2 separate regions of the Mus musculus genome follow, and region 2 is linked to region 1. Evidence: chromatin contacts called from public HiChIP or PLAC-seq data. All regions are on one chromosome and are shown on one strand. The core of a region is the stretch at or near the end of the contact, and the rest is flanking DNA. Distances in the headings are between cores, read along the strand shown. Region 1 holds the start of Foxc2 (forkhead box C2). Region 2 has its middle 22 kb from the start of Gm26747.

Region 1 (2,833 bases), core at 186-2,685:
GAGACAAATGTTTTATCTGTCGCCTTCTTCCCTACCCAACCGGACCAACAACTTCCAGAAGGTTCTGCGAGGCATAGAGCCATTCCGTAGGGACATCTCGGTGCTTCTGAGGAAGCGGACCGAGCAGGGATCCGATGACGACTGGAGATGTTGAAGGAATAAATACCAGTCCACAAATAAACAAACTGTCCCCGGGATTCCTAGAGGGAAGGAGCACGCTTGAAGGTCGGGGAACTCCGAGTCGCTGTGCGTCAAGGTTGGCATAAAATTAAAAAAAAAAAAAGTCCTTCAGTTACCAGGCCCTCTAAGGAGCCCCTGGTCCTCAGCTCACCTTATCAAAACTCAGTAAAACAAACAGCCTGAAATACAGTCAATTTACAGGATCCCAAAGATGCTGACCGCGGAGTGGGACCCACGCCGGGCCCCGGCAACAGCTAGGGAAGCGGGTCCGAGGCTACACAGTGCCGCGCTCCTTTGCGTTTCCAGTGACGAAGCCGGCGATGGAGTGCAGGCTTGGAGCTCCCCACGCCGAACGGGGACACCAGCTCCCGGGGGCTGGCTGCCTTGTCCTAACCTCCAGACAGCGCTTTCATAGGTGGGGAGAAGGGAGAGGCCGGGATGGATGGCAGGGAAAGCTAGCCCTCGTCTATGCGGGAGAGGAGACCAGGAAAGCAACAGTTGGGTTCACGCGCTTCCCTGAACCCCACGAAATTGTTTGGAGGACTCAGATGGATCACCTAAGTAGCAGCGAAGACGAAGGACCAATGGTTCCTTAGGTGTTACCTTCCCAGTTTGGCATTCCCACTAAGCCTTCCCTCCCAGCCCGACCCCGTCGTGAAGGGGAGAGGAACCGAATTCTCCAACCCGGCCTCCTTTGTGGGCTCTTCCTCAACCTGGAAGCGTCCTGTGAATTATCCATCACTGCATTCAACAGGCCCTACACGCTCAGTCCGTTTGCTCTGAACCCATTACAACTAGGCCCCGATAATTAAGAAATCTAATTATTCGCCTCTTCATCCATTAATAATAATAAAAAAAAAATCTCCAGGCTCTTTCCTACTTACAAGGTCTTGGGGGCAAATCTCTGCCCAACTTCATCAATTCGATGTTATATTTCAAACTAAACTTCTTTTTATTTTCCAAAGGAACAGGGTTTTTAATTTTTGCTCTGGACACGTGGTCTCGTTAAACAAAATGTGATAATAAAATAAAATTTTATAAGATGTAACTCATTTTTAAAAGTCCTCAAGTTAACTTGAGCTGGGGGGGGGGGAGATCTGGCTAAGAGCATCTGGGTCTTAGAGCCGACGGATTCAGGCGCTCCTCGTTTTGATTGGTGCCATCCTTCTCGCAGCTGCCAGATGATTGGTGCAAACTTCCTGGAGGGGGCGCGGCCTGAAGAAAGTAAAAACTCGCTTTGAGCCAGAAGACTTTTGAAACTTTTCCCAATCCCTAAAAGGGACTTTGCTTCTTTTTCCGGGCTCGGCCGCGCAGCCTCTCCGGACCCTAGCTCGCTGACGCTGCGGGCTGCAGTTCTCCTGGCGGGGCCCCGAGAGCCGCTGTCTCCTTTTCTAGCACTCGGAAGGGCTGGTGTCGCTCCACGGTCGCGCGTGGCGTCTGTGCCGCCAGCTCAGGGCTGCCACCCGCCAAGCCGAGAGTGCGCGGCCAGCGGGGCCGCCTGCCGTGCACCCTTCAGGATGCCGATCCGCCCGGTCGGCTGAACCCGAGCGCCGGCGTCTTCCGCGCGTGGACCGCGAGGCTGCCCCGAGTCGGGGCTGCCTGCATCGCTCCGTCCCTTCCTGCTCTCCTGCTCCGGGCCTCGCTCGCCGCGGGCCGCAGTCGGTGCGCGCAGGCGGCGACCGGGCGTCTGGGACGCAGCATGCAGGCGCGTTACTCGGTATCGGACCCCAACGCCCTGGGAGTGGTACCCTATTTGAGTGAGCAAAACTACTACCGGGCGGCCGGCAGCTACGGCGGCATGGCCAGCCCCATGGGCGTCTACTCCGGCCACCCGGAGCAGTACGGCGCCGGCATGGGCCGCTCCTACGCGCCCTACCACCACCAGCCCGCGGCGCCCAAGGACCTGGTGAAGCCGCCCTACAGCTATATAGCGCTCATCACCATGGCGATCCAGAACGCGCCAGAGAAGAAGATCACTCTGAACGGCATCTACCAGTTCATCATGGACCGTTTCCCCTTCTACCGCGAGAACAAGCAGGGCTGGCAGAACAGCATCCGCCACAACCTGTCACTCAATGAGTGCTTCGTGAAAGTGCCGCGCGACGACAAGAAGCCGGGCAAGGGCAGCTACTGGACGCTCGACCCGGACTCCTACAACATGTTCGAGAATGGCAGCTTCCTGCGGCGGCGGCGGCGCTTCAAGAAGAAGGATGTGCCCAAGGACAAGGAGGAGCGGGCCCACCTCAAGGAGCCGCCCTCGACCACGGCCAAGGGCGCTCCGACAGGGACCCCGGTAGCTGACGGGCCCAAGGAGGCCGAGAAGAAAGTCGTGGTTAAGAGCGAGGCGGCGTCCCCCGCGCTGCCGGTCATCACCAAGGTGGAGACGCTGAGCCCCGAGGGAGCGCTGCAGGCCAGTCCGCGCAGCGCATCCTCCACGCCCGCAGGTTCCCCAGACGGCTCGCTGCCGGAGCACCACGCCGCGGCGCCTAACGGGCTGCCCGGCTTCAGCGTGGAGACCATCATGACGCTGCGCACGTCGCCTCCGGGCGGCGATCTGAGCCCAGCGGCCGCGCGCGCCGGCCTGGTGGTGCCACCGCTGGCACTGCCATACGCCGCAGCGCCACCCGCCGCTTACACGCAGCCGTGCGCGCAG
Region 2 (2,750 bases), core at 129-2,628, 320 kb after region 1:
GGAGGCCAGAGTCTACAGCTTCCAAAAACAAGGCCTTTCCATGCCTGCTGGGGCCCAGCAGGAAGGTTGGGCTGAGTCTCCACACATGTGTTCCCCACAGCTTGCCAAGGGCTGGGCTCGGGTGTGCACAGGAGCCCCACAGGCCAGGTCAGGGTGTGTGTGTGAAGTGGCTCCCTCTGGCTGGCCCATGGATGTCCCCCATAGCCTTTGGGCCTCACCCTGCCCCCTACCAGTACGTGCTCACTCTGCCAGCACTTCTCAGGGTGTGACCTGGAAAACTGCAAAGTCATGAGCCCTGGTGCAAGCCAGAATGGACAAATGCCCCAGCGTGGTCACTGGCAGGTGACCAGGCATGGCGCAGACCATCCTGCATAAAGTGGAGATTAAACCATGCCCTGGTTTGCATCACCATTCCCAGCCACTTGACAGGGCAGTTGCTACATGGCAGTTAAGACTGACTCTATTCCTACCCCTGGGTCTGTCCATCAGCACAGGAGGAACGGGGTGCAGGGAGCTCAGCTCTGCTCTTCCCGGTGTGCACTGATCCCCAAAATAAGGTGCTGTTTAGGTGGAGTGACCACAGCAAAGTCAGCAGCCACCAGAGTGACATGAGGCTGGGAGATGACTTCTGGGTCTGCCCACACATGTTCTAAATCAACACCTTCCAGAAGCCCACTGCCCCTGCAATCTAACCGACTCCCATCATCAAGGCAGCTGGCTGGCTGCTCCCTGAACTCCTTTTGCTGAAGAGGCTGGAAGGACCATATGCCCCCGACTGCCTGGTGGAGAGGAAGGAGAGGGGGCTGGAAACAAACCAGTCTGACCCATGAAAGACTTGCCGAAGGTTCTCCAGTGGAGGGTGGATCTTTCAGGAGAGGAGCCACAGGCTCAGCCTTCTCAGACACACTGTCTTACGACCAGACCCCAGTGATGGCCACTGGCTCAACCTGCAATTTAGGCTCAGACCAGAGATGAGAGTGGCTCCAGCTGAGGGACATACTTCAGGGCAGTCTCAGTAATGAGAGGACAGGAAGTCAACGTGCAACCATGTCACCGTGAGAGCTCTTGTGTTTGGAAATCCCCCTTGGGCATTAAGAGTCTGCAGCTCCTTGGGGAAAACTGAGGCACTGGACCTGGAGGGCGGAGCTCAGTTTCTGAGCCCTGCAGTGGAAGGCCCCATGGAAGCTGGATGAAGCAGACCAAGGGGATCGCACCTCACACAGCCCTTGTGTCTGTGGGCAGCTCAGTCTGGAGCAAAAGGCCCAAGCTGCCTCGCCACATCCCTTGGGAACTGAGGTTCCTAGAAGTTAGTTGCCAGTGTCCCCTGGGTAGCTTTGGGCTCCACCCAGAATTTTGTTCCAGAAGTCTGTGGTAAGCAGGAGCTAACGGTCCGTGTCGTCTTGGTGGTCCCGTGTGGCTGGGTCTTGCTCTGTGTGCTCAACAGCAGGGCAACCAGGCAAACTATTTCTCACAGATTCTATCCTACCCAAGGAACTATTCTGAGAAAGAGCTTCTTTTATCTTCACGAAAGCCCTGTGAAGAGCAACCAGAGGCAGGCCCGTGATGCTGAGAAGCCACAAACACAGCTTTGGTGACTGAAGGCCATACCTATTGTATTCCCCTTCTGGACAGTGTCCAGGACGGGCAAGCCCATGGAGTCTGGGAGATCACATTTGCCTCAGATGGGAAGGAGAGATGGGTGAGAACTCCTTAGTTCAAGCTTCGCTGAAACACTCTAGGGTTGTGAAGGCTTCGCAACTTTGAGTGAAGAGAACCCGGAACCCCACATGTCAAGGGAATATATATATATTCCCTTGTGTGTGTGTGTGCATATATATGTATGTAAGTATATGTGTGTGAGTATATGTGTGTGAGTATGTATGTATATGTCTCAAGGGAATATATATATATATATATATGTGTGTGTGTGTGAATACACATATTTTTTTTTTTTTAGAAAAAGGTAAACACGGGACTGAAACAATGGCTTAGCAGTTAAGAGCACTGGCTGCTCTTCTAGAGGACCTGGATTCAATCCCCAGCAGCCACACGGCAGCTCACAACCGGCTATAACTCCAATTCTAGGAAATTCCACTCCCTCTTCAGGCCTCTCTGGGCACCAGGCATGCGCATGATACACAGACATTCATGCAAGCAAAACATCTATACATATACAATGACAAAATGGGGGGGGGGGGGCAGAGACTGCAACATCACCATTTCCTAGCTGTGTGACTAACCTCTGTACCTTAGGTTGGTTTTCACAGTAAGAAGATGGTCATAGCCCATCGTCTTACTAACCTTGTGTCATTAAGACCCATCAGGCACTGGGGTATGGAATCAGCAAGGAGTCCTCAGTCCCTAGACAACCAGGCTTCTTTCCACGCCAGGCAATGCAGTGGTCAGCTTGAAGCTGGGCTGGGGAGATGGAACCCTTTGAGGGCTCCGGTTACACTTTGACCAGCACAGCTTCCAAACACTCTTCTCCAAGGCAGGACAGAGCCTGGGGCTGTTTAACTCAAGACAGGTTTCCCAGGGTTCCTCTTGGGAACTCGCAAGTCAACCCAACTGCTTGTGATTGCAACAAAGAGAGACGCCACCCCAGCAGCTGTGAGGTGCCCTGACTTCCATTGATGCGCCAACATGATCCTGCATTTCTATGCATGTAGCTACCGCTGTTGTTCTGTGTGGGGTCAGGCCAGGCTTCTGTCTTCTCCCAGAGTCTCTATTTCCCAGGCTTTTTTTTTTCT

Evidence for each region. HiChIP or PLAC-seq counts read pairs in DNA pulled down with a chosen protein or histone mark.
Region 2: a contact with region 1 is called in a CTCF HiChIP or PLAC-seq map of pro-B cells, with 4 times the contacts expected there. The contact joins the enhancer-like site here to the promoter of Foxc2 in region 1. A contact is called at or near these places in 17 of 39 promoter capture datasets (the 3T3-L1 cell line, 3T3-L1-derived adipocytes, the HPC-7 cell line and 11 more), 3 of 15 datasets of contacts at CTCF or cohesin (the NIH/3T3 cell line, large pre-B cells and pro-B cells), 3 of 484 Hi-C or Micro-C datasets (embryonic fibroblasts, embryonic stem cells and reprogramming fibroblasts), 26 of 115 datasets of contacts at active chromatin or transcription factors (the 230-238 cell line, the NIH/3T3 cell line, acute myeloid leukemia and 18 more) and 4 of 9 other capture datasets (adipose tissue, liver, macrophages and 1 more).

The regions. Positions count from the first base shown.
Region 1 is chr8:121,114,736-121,117,568 of GRCm38.p6, forward strand. Foxc2 (forkhead box C2) reads left to right here and starts at 1,436. Exons shown (of 1, transcript NM_013519.2): 1 at 1,436-2,833. The coding sequence starts at 1,880.
Region 2 is chr8:121,439,338-121,442,087 of GRCm38.p6, forward strand. No RefSeq gene overlaps it. Among named protein-coding and RNA genes, the nearest start is that of Gm26747, 22 kb to the left of the region's middle. Within about 2 kb of position 1,379, at least 24 of the 459 cell types and tissues checked have an H3K27ac peak or open chromatin away from gene starts, as enhancers often do. A contact at or near this core is called in the 230-238 cell line, 3T3-L1-derived adipocytes and pro-B cells, where this site is marked.